2 separate regions of the Hermetia illucens genome follow, and region 1 is linked to region 2. A link is a contact called in public Hi-C data. All regions are on one chromosome and are shown on one strand. Each heading gives the region's core, a stretch centred on a gene start, on an enhancer-like site or on the middle of the called end of the contact. The rest is flanking DNA. Distances are from core to core; before and after follow the strand shown. Region 1 holds the start of LOC119647521 (alpha-soluble NSF attachment protein). Region 2 holds the start of LOC119648145 (serine/arginine-rich splicing factor 1A).

Evidence for each region. A called contact is a pair of places that touch in the nucleus more often than the background predicts.
Region 1: a Hi-C map of an unstated tissue shows a contact between it and region 2, with 3 times the contacts expected there. The contact joins the promoter of LOC119647521 here to the promoter of LOC119648145 in region 2. A contact is called at or near these places in 2 of 2 Hi-C or Micro-C datasets (an unstated tissue and whole body).

What each region holds. Positions count from the first base shown.
Region 1 is chr2:64,075,479-64,080,353 of iHerIll2.2.curated.20191125, forward strand. LOC119647521 (alpha-soluble NSF attachment protein) reads right to left here and starts at 1,698. Exons shown (of 6, transcript XM_038048491.1): 1 at 1,484-1,698; 2 at 1,226-1,409; 3 at 1,036-1,167; 4 at 834-980; 5 at 595-768. The coding sequence starts at 1,566. It overlaps LOC119647520 (peroxisomal biogenesis factor 3), which reads left to right and starts at 1,985. Exons shown (of 2, transcript XM_038048488.1): 1 at 1,985-2,156.
Region 2 is chr2:63,899,840-63,904,746 of iHerIll2.2.curated.20191125, forward strand. LOC119648145 (serine/arginine-rich splicing factor 1A) reads left to right here and starts at 1,454. Exons shown (of 4, transcript XM_038049702.1): 1 at 1,454-1,793. The coding sequence starts at 1,633.

The sequences.
Region 1 (4,875 bases), core at 448-2,947, 180 kb after region 2:
CAGTCCGTGATGCAATTTGATTTTCATAAAGGCGTAACTTCATTCGGGCGAGCGCAGGCAATGTTTGAGATAAAATGCCTGCTTGACTTCAACTAAAAGTCATATTGTTAGGTACTTCAGGTATTTCACTAGGACATGAAATATGTTTCACCAAAAACCATTCAGTCGAACAAGTTATCCCTCAACCCTGACGAAATCCAGTTTTTATGTTCACAGGCAGAGCGTGGCCAACTTAGTAAAATTAATCCGCGGCACCCAACGGTTGACTTGTGGATGCAATCGCGGCAAAGTACAACTTTCGGTCATGGTACCGTTTCCGGAGCATCAAATTTGTCACCGTCAACTGCACTATCCAAAAATGGACTTAGTCGTAGCGAAGTACAATTTACTATCTTTAAATTTTCCGCGTAATTTCACCTCGAAGTTTATTACGGCAGAACTTTTGTCGCATACGTTAGTCATAAACGCTTTTTAAACAAGCGCTTAAGTTAGAATCCATAAAACAACTCAAGGTTTACCCAGCAACCAATTCGGCTTTCTAGCTGGCTTTCACCTAAGAGAATAAAAGCAATCTTATCAAGACATGGAGCTTACCTTGATAAACTTGTACTCCCGCGAGTCTTGGAAGGCCGGATATTGCTGTGCGTATCTTTCCAACGCGTGCTGAGCATTCAGGATGTCTACACTTAGGTGGCATAACGCTGCTCGGAAGAAGTATTCCTTCGCGCTATATTTCAACAGGGAACTTTCAAGGGACGAGGCGGCGACCTGGAAGAATATTTGCTCCAAATACAAACAGATTCAATGCAGAAATCTCAATTAAGCCCACTTACTTGCTCATAAATCTGGATCGCTTTATCGTATTGCTCGAGTTGAGCCGCATACTGTGCTACTTTCAGTAGACATTTATTTGCGGAGCTAAGTGATTCCTCGCCTTTGAAGTAGTCCGCGGCTTGCTCGTAGTGCTGCACCGCGCGTTCCTGTAAAAAATGCAATAATTACCCGTCCAGGACTCGTGGAATAGTAAGCGCTTACCAAACCATTGGGATCAGCCTCGTACATCTCGGCAATGCTCTGGTGGTGCTTCGCAGCCATAGTGAAACGCCCCATGTCTGTATAGATTTCGATTGCCTTCAGCAGGCACGCTACCGCCTCCTCCAAGTCGTTCTGTGGGAAGGCACATTTCCGTCTCTTGCATGTAAAGAAATAATCAAAGCGAACTGACCTTCTTGTAACAATTTGATGCGTCAACATAGTTGGAGGCTGCGTCATGACGACTGCCTGCCTTCGCATGTAAATTTGCAGCTTCGCAGAAGGCCTGTCCTGCCTTAGCCCAATTCTTCGACATCTTGAACAGATTGCCAGCTCGCTGGTAGCATTCAATCGCATCTTCAACCCTATTAGATCCTCTACAAAGTTCGCAGTCGAAAGTAGAAACAAATTAGGGAACAGCGCAAATCGTAAAAATGGGTCTCACCCGAACAATGATCCCAAAAATCCTCGTTGATTCAGCTTCTTCTCGGCCTCAGCCATGAGCTGTATGCCCTTTTGCTCGTTGTCCGACATTTTCACGGCAGATATATTCACCAGGAATTTACGCTTTCTCCTCCGATTATTTCGCCAGCACAGAACTAGTCACAGACCAAAGAAAACTCAATACAAGATAGCCGAGATATCGATTGACAAAGTGCTTCGTCGTTTTGCCACGGGGGTGCGGCAGCAGCGATGTGCATTGGCTATGCGCATTTGATCGCGTTTAATGGTGAGCGCGATTTTTGAATGAAATCGCCTTCAACATACTCCTACCCCACTTGGGAAGCAAATTTATGTGTTCGAAGTTAGCTTTCTGTAACTTTTCACTGGAGTGATTACTTCGTTTCATTATTCTTCCGTCACAACTCCTTAAAATGTTTGCAGTGTTCAACCTTGATATTGGTGAAAACAGCTGTCAATTGAGGGCATGACCATTCGATGAACAAGAACTGTTGGTGAAAATCTGACAGCGACGAGTTGATAAACTCCGTGACATAAAAACACTCAATGCCCATGGGCTGACGAGTTGTTGTTTTTAGCGATTGTGATAGTTTTAGCGGTGTTGATTTGTTTTCAGGAATTCGCAGCCTGTTCCTAAGCTCTTCATTCACGGACGTTGTTTGGTAAGTGCCTCTTATCGGAACATGGTCAAATTTCTTCGCCATTACATTCCAGTCATTCAGTGCTCAGATTATGCCGGAAAAATTGAATACATAGATATGAGGTGTAAAGTTCAAAGTCAATAATGTATAGGCCAAATGCATAACCTATTGCCGGCCGAGCCATAAACATTTTCATATTCTGCATATTCATAGAATGAATCACATTGTCCGGGCAATGCGCAAGCCATTGAACTTGTGCTCACGGTGAACTTTTAAAATTACGTTTTTGAGCGAAAAACTTTTCAACCACTGCGCAGATCGCAAAGTAATAAATGCAATTATAGATTAATCAATTCTTGAACTTTTATATCATCCTCGACCTTCCGTCATCATCAACGACGCAACAACCAGCCCCATCTGAGGCAGGGTCTGCCCGATTTTCTCTTTCTACCATAAATATTACCCTTTCTAATGGGAAATGAAAATTGGCGATGGCTAAAACACCATCCTGAGTGGCCAGAGAGGAGGGAGGAAAAGCTATCCCAAGAATCCACCAAGTTGATGAAATTGACCGTGTAGATCCGCCCATCCATAACGGAAAAAAACACAAGGACTAAACTGGAAATTAAAACAAAAACAAGCCGGAATACTGGAAGCTGGACGCTTCAGGTTTAAAGTTTTGTATTCATCTTGTGTGAAAAATTTCCTTTGCACGTTTTCCCATACATACATAGGTACAAATTCAAAATATTCTTTCATACATCCAACTCTGCCCTTCATATGAGTTTATATGATAATAACATCATACACGCCTTAGAGTCCACTAAATTTATGTTAAATGCCGAACTTTGGCCTTTCATGACTTCGTTAATAATATGGACTTCCCTCAAACTTTCCAAAATTGATTATTACTTATAATGTTACTCGCAGATGAACTTAAGGAGCGCAAATTTCTAAAATATGGTAATATGCTGTTATTAACTTTATTTGAAGAGGTATTGAAATGGGATGTATTTTGAGGCCTAGATTTTGTTTAGATCCACCATTAGGATTTTTTCCGGTTGCATAGGTTCTAAGAGCGAGATCAGCTTCGAGAAGTATTAATCGGAACCGTTCATTTGATACCCCCCATGACCATATTCTGCGAAAAAATATGCACCCCCTTCCACATGTATGGATTTTGTTTCACACAAAACCTTATTCAATGTATGACAACTCTTCCACCAATTCTCATGAATAGAATTTATTCCATTTAATTTATTCAGAAAACTATGTTACTATGATTACTTAATACTAGTTGGGAACTAATACTATCATAATACTAGAATCACGGTAAATCTTAACAAGCTGGGAGGGCGGGGCAGCCTGCCTGTCTACAATCAGCTGAAGCCCCGGTCAAATCCAGCCACTGATGATGCAATGACTCCTTTTCGTCTGTTTGGTTCGAATTTCCCGAGGTTAATAACGGAGTCGTCTCGAATTTTTTCTCCACCGGACGAGACTATGTTGTCAGTAATCAATTGCCCGGAGGAATAGCAAAATGAATGCTACACGGAGCACGAAACTCACGGTCATGTTTAACGAGTCTTAACGTTGGTCCAAGTACAGGAGCAGGTTAATTGAATATCTAACTGTCCACCTTCGATATCGGAGCTGAATATATACGGATAGCATTCTGCTGGCTCATCGTCCAGTTCCGAGGCTGAATTGTTTTTGTGAAGGATTCCATCTTCTGCTGAACAGAGGTATATACCACTCACTTGAATAGTGTAACCGCCGCCGATACGTACTATCACCGTCCTCCACAGCCACCTCGTGCCTCTGTTGATACAACGATTTCCAATGTCAACTGACTTCTCCAGTGGCCCATGGTAATGTACGGTGACTGCTCGGATTTTCTGATCGCTCCTAGATTGGCGGCGTTTCTCTTTCCTTAACAAAAACTAGTTGATCAGGCTTCATGTTGGGAGTCTCCTTATACTATCTGACGCAGGTTTTTAAGTGATGCAGGTATTCCCAAGTCCATCTCTTTCAGATCACCTGATGTAAAGCCTTTATCTTTTTTGGCAAGACCTTCAAATCGACGGGGTTGTTGGGAAAGGGTACCAGGGGCCCCGAAGCATGCTTCCACCTGGTACAATACTGTTGTGGACTCATCGAATATTGGTATCAGTTGAGCTTCTTTGAAAGCGCATTTCAGTTTTGGTTTGGCTGACTTCATAGGTGCCTTCCGCAATACACCAAAATTTGGTCTAGTGACTGTTATCGTCTATTGCACCTCTTTGCACAATCAGGCGACGTTTGCCTCAACAAAACTGGTGCGATAGTTGCTGGATATCTTAGCTCATATTCCATGCTTTATCTTAAATCGGTTAAAAGCGCCTAAGAAGATGTATGTCGTCAAATTATTCACTAGTTCCAAGTGTACAGCTCTCATCACCACAAACGAAGGGGCAGATTCATTCTTTAATAGTTGCTGTTGAACGAGCCTTTAACATAGTCAAGAATTGAGGACTTGGTCTGACACGAACTGCTAATGGGTCAGCCCATTAATTATATCTCCTAGCATATTACTTTGTTATCATTCAGAATCCAGTGGCACATCCTTAATAGACTGCGGAATGCCATGACTCTATCATGAAATGTATGCGTGTTAGCTTCTTGATTATTCGTAGTAATCTTCTTCCTCTTGAAGTACGATCGCCGGGATTCTCCTTTGATTAGAAGAGTCCCAGATCTT
Region 2 (4,907 bases), core at 204-2,703:
TATGGAAAGAAGGAAGTTCGTATTATACCCTCACACAAGAAAGGTGAGAAAACCCGGGCCGAAAATTACTGACTGATATAGAGCTTGGTCCTACCAAGTTTGTTGGAAATCGCATTTTTACTAACAAAGTTATAATAGGTCAAAGTTGTCACTTCTTTGGGAATTCAAGATTTTGAATGTTAATATCCCCTGAAAGTGGATATTCTCACATAATATATGCGTATATTACGTGTTACGTACTAATGGGACAAATTCGCATTCAAATGTCTTTATAAAAGAAGTACGCAAAAGCTTTCATACCTGAAGCGTCCAGCTTCCTGTTTCCCGACATGTTTCCCTTATCGATAGTACCCCAAGGGTCCATCCTCGGTCCATTTCTGTTTTCATGTTTCGTGGATGAGCTTCCTTCCTTGTTTACCTATTCTAGCCTTTTATATGCAGAGGATTTAAAATTGTTTTCTGTCGTCAGTTCGCCTATTGATCAGTCCAGCCTTCCAAAATATTCGGCTTTATCCTTCGTTCCTCCGATCAATTCCTGGATATACTCATGCACTTCTCAGTCATCCATTATAAATACTTCGTTCGTAATAGTCTTGGGATTATAACCGTTTGCAGCTTGGTCCTCTGGCTTCATCCCTAGCCACTTAAAAAAATAGAGTTATTGACACTTTGTAATTTGTTTGTTTTCCTATATGCACTTATATGTAATAAGTAATTGAAGTATTCCCCGTTTATTGTTAATCAAATAAATAAATAAACTACCTGCTCTAGGCGGCCGCACGATGCATCCCACCAAATGCTGGTGCTTTATTTGACTATGGGATAACAATTAATGTAAAACAGGAAAGAAAACGTCCAGGTATACATCAGGACTGGCTTTTAGTTCAGTGCGTTCTAATAATCTTGGACATTTTTGGGAGTGGGTTATGTAAAAACAATTGCACTTTGAGATCTTACACTAAGTGTAAAAAATGTTATTTCCGTCTATGTCCCAATAAAAAAATTGTTTATTTTACCATGTTCCATAGCATTTATGTTCGATATTGTATTAATTAAATGCATAAAATATAATTTCCATAATTCACGTTGTTTAAAAGTAAAAGAGTATTTGATTTTCTTATTAAAATGTGTTACTTATGATAATAAATGTCTTCTTAAAAATCCCTCGTATTTTAATCATCCCTCGTATCTTAATTCATGTAATTGAGGTGTTGAATCTAGAGGGTTAAAGAATATGCAATTATTATTTCCGCTGCCATTACGACTGTATATTACTCCTTAGTTCGAATTTTAATTTGCCTTAATATTTACAATTTGAATGGCCCGGGGGACAGCGTTTATCTCAGGAATTAACCATGCGTACGTTCAATGTCAGGTGGCCACGACATGACAGCGAGAAATCGTCACAACGAAGCAGGCATAATTCCGTGCGACGTTCGGACACATACGTCGGTCTTCATTTCGCGGCGCAGTTGAGTGCGATAAGTTGCTGTGGGATAAAGTTTTGAACGGTGGTGCGATACGGTTGCCGGGCTTTTGTTCTATTAACTTTTCACGGTTGTCGGCTGAGAGCGCTTCCCGCTGATTTTCTTTGCAAGCTAGTGCTGGTTCCTAATTGTGAAATTCTAGAAAATGTCGCGAAACGAGTGCCGCATTTACGTCGGAAACCTGCCGCCAGATATTCGCACGAAAGACATTCAGGACTTATTCCACAAATTCGGCAAAGTCACGTTTGTTGATTTGAAAAACCGGCGTGGTCCTCCATTTGCATTTGTCGAGTTCGAAGACGCCCGGTAAGTTTTCGATTGTGGGTGGTTGTTTTCTGTTTTGCGTGATGACTTTCGAGTATATTTTCTGAATTTGAGGATTGCGGTTCATCTAGAGGATTTGATGGACATTTGTGGAGGAGGCAGCTCGCGGCCCGCATTGTTTGATCGATATGGAGCTTCGCGGCTGGATGCGCCCTTGGAGCCTTTGTTCGGAGATTGGAACATGGCCGGGGATTTCGAGGAATTTTATGTGCAAATGACTCAGCGAGGTCTGCAGTTAGATTTCTTCTGAGCCCACAATTTGGACGTAGACTTTGTGCGGCCCGTCGACTCGCTGGAATTCCCACCGCTTCGACTTCTGTTTAAGGTACTGCATTGCTCTTGGGAATTGTACTGCTCTTGACTTTTTGGGGCTGATGAGAGTTCTTCGTATCTTGGTGCCAGCTGTCTACTTATGGCATTCTTTGTATATCGGGATGTTATGAATGCGCCATAGGGGTATTAACCCGGCGACAGGGTCGTGATACGTCCAAGGAAGACCTGTGCCGAGATAGACAATTTGCCTGATCTTGTTTGATTCCTTTTCTCGTGCTCTTTGGTTGCTTCTATAAGACGTCTCCAAACATAGTAGCGGAAGTATAACCTACTAGTGAGAATACCCGCCAATTTATGCCGAGCGGAGAGGTTTGAGTAGCGATTGAATAGCCATGGTACACCCGAAGTTGCATGTACATCTCCAACGGTGTCTACTTTTCGTAAATGAATGCTTAGAGTGCATCATAAGATTGGTCATCACCTGATGTCGGTTCGGTAGAAATGTGGCGTTCCAGCCCCAAGCTTGTAGAAAGCACATCAAATTTATTTAATGGGATAGCATTAAACATTTCAATTTATTGCCAGCTGGTATGCGTCTATTATATCACTTTTCATATTTATGGGAGGAACCTCAGATTAACAACCAAGTTCTGCTGCTCTGTCGTAGTTCGCAACTTCAGTATGGCGCGTATCACACGATCAATCTCCCAAGACTAGGGCGTAATGAAATGGCTTACTTACTTGTAGTCTGCGGCAAATTAATTGAAATTTGCTAGGGCACCTTATACGCTTTACTGAAAACCAGTTGTGGAGATTTTCGTTCATTTCAGGATATACCCTAGTGCGCCCAAAAAGTAAATCTGACAATTCACTCATTTCCTAAACCACTGAGTACACTAAAGTTCACATATCACAAATAATTCTTTTTCCGGGAGATTGGTGTTTTAGCGCCCACAGGCAATAGAAAAAAAACGAATATAAATAATATAGATGTCCCGGTGAACTCCGTATCACCTAAATATGTTTATGAAAAATATGGTCAAAACTTAATACAAAATTTTCATTTATATTAAATTCAACACAGTTATATACTTAATCACTACTTTCTGATGTATTTTTTTGCGGTCGGTAAATATATGAAGATGATGGTTTTCCGACTTGTGAATACGCGATCTATAATTGTCCACGCGCGAAACGGAAACTTCAAGCTGATTCTGTAAAATTTCAACGACTGGCTTTGCAACTTATGGTCATTGCAAAGGTCAGACGCGCGGGAAGTTGTAGACGCATAAAATCGAATGGAAAATTCAAAGGAATCATCGGTATACACGGAATGAAGACATTCTCTCGTCTTTTCCTTTGATGGCCTTGGCCTCGGTGACGTTATTCATTAGCTTTTTCACAGCCAGTCTCGTACCATTGCACAGTGGGGGTTGATTTATGTTACGCAACATAGTCACAATCAATTCTACTTTTAATTGTAAATTGTAAGGTGGTAGTCCAGGCAGGTAGATAGTTAGACTAAGTCATCCTGGGTGGAAACTGTGTCAACTGATTTCTAAGAAAAGAATTTTCCTGGAAGAAAATCCTGAACGGTCGCATGAAGATCATCGACCTCTTTGTTTTTGGTCACAGGAATTGCTTTTTCACTCAGCTAATTATAGTTTCTGAACTTTTGTTCTATGTCCAGGATAACTTTCACCGTTTAAACCTTCCCTGAACTTCCACAAATATTTCAAGATCGAAGACAAATCGGTTCACCGAGTTATATCGAAACATCGATCAGCAATTGATGAATTTGAAATTTTATTTTTATAGAAAAATATTTATTCATCAATATTTATATTGTCCCCTTCAAAGTAATTCCCCTCAGATATAATACACTTGTGCAAGCGTTTTTCTCCAGTCCCGAAGCATTCCTGATGAACACTTTTTGGTATAGGCTGAGATCTTCCAGCAGTGCAGTCTTTATCTCGTAATCGTTGCAAATCTCCATCCTTCCATAGGTCTCTTGAGTTTTGGGAACAGGAAAAAGTCAGTTATGCCCCATTTGAGTATATCTGGATCGTCATTGACGTCACTCAGCAGCTCCTGAGCAATGTTCATCCGACGGTATTTGTGATGAAAGTTTAGCAGTTTTGGGGCAAACTTCGCTGCTACACGCCTCATGCCCGAAGTATCCGAAAAAATATATGACAAGAGCCGACCTATCTGTCAACATCCTCAGCAACCTCTCTTGTGATAATTCGACGATTTTATTAAATTAATTTTCTTCAGAGCTTCAACGTTATCATCTGTTTTTGATGTACTGGAGTGTCCAGAGTGAGGCTTGTCATTGACATCTTCTCGGTCATATTGAAAGAGCTTGTATCATTTGTAAACATTGTTTGTACTTTGAGCAGATACCGTGTGCCACTGTCAACATCTTAAGTGCTACAGAGCACTGATTCCATTTTTTTACACAAAATTTTATGCAAATTCTCTGCTCCATTTTTTGTAATAATAGAAAATCTCCGAGCACACTAAAACACGTCTAACTTTTCTATCTGCCAAAAATTTGTTATCGCTACATATTTCGTATTTAGCAAATATTTCCATTAGAACGGTAAGTTTCTTATGCGCGGCTGAATCTTTTCCTTCGCAATTTGAGGCGGATGCTATTTATATTACTGTGAAAATTGTAGATTTCTGAAGCTTTCATAGGCTTTAAGAATCAAATTGACTAGCAATCAGCAATAGATTTATGGTCTGTTTCCTAAATATGCGTAACCAAAGGAGTGATCTCGAAAGGGACCATCATTCGATGATCGCTTGCCTTTTTAG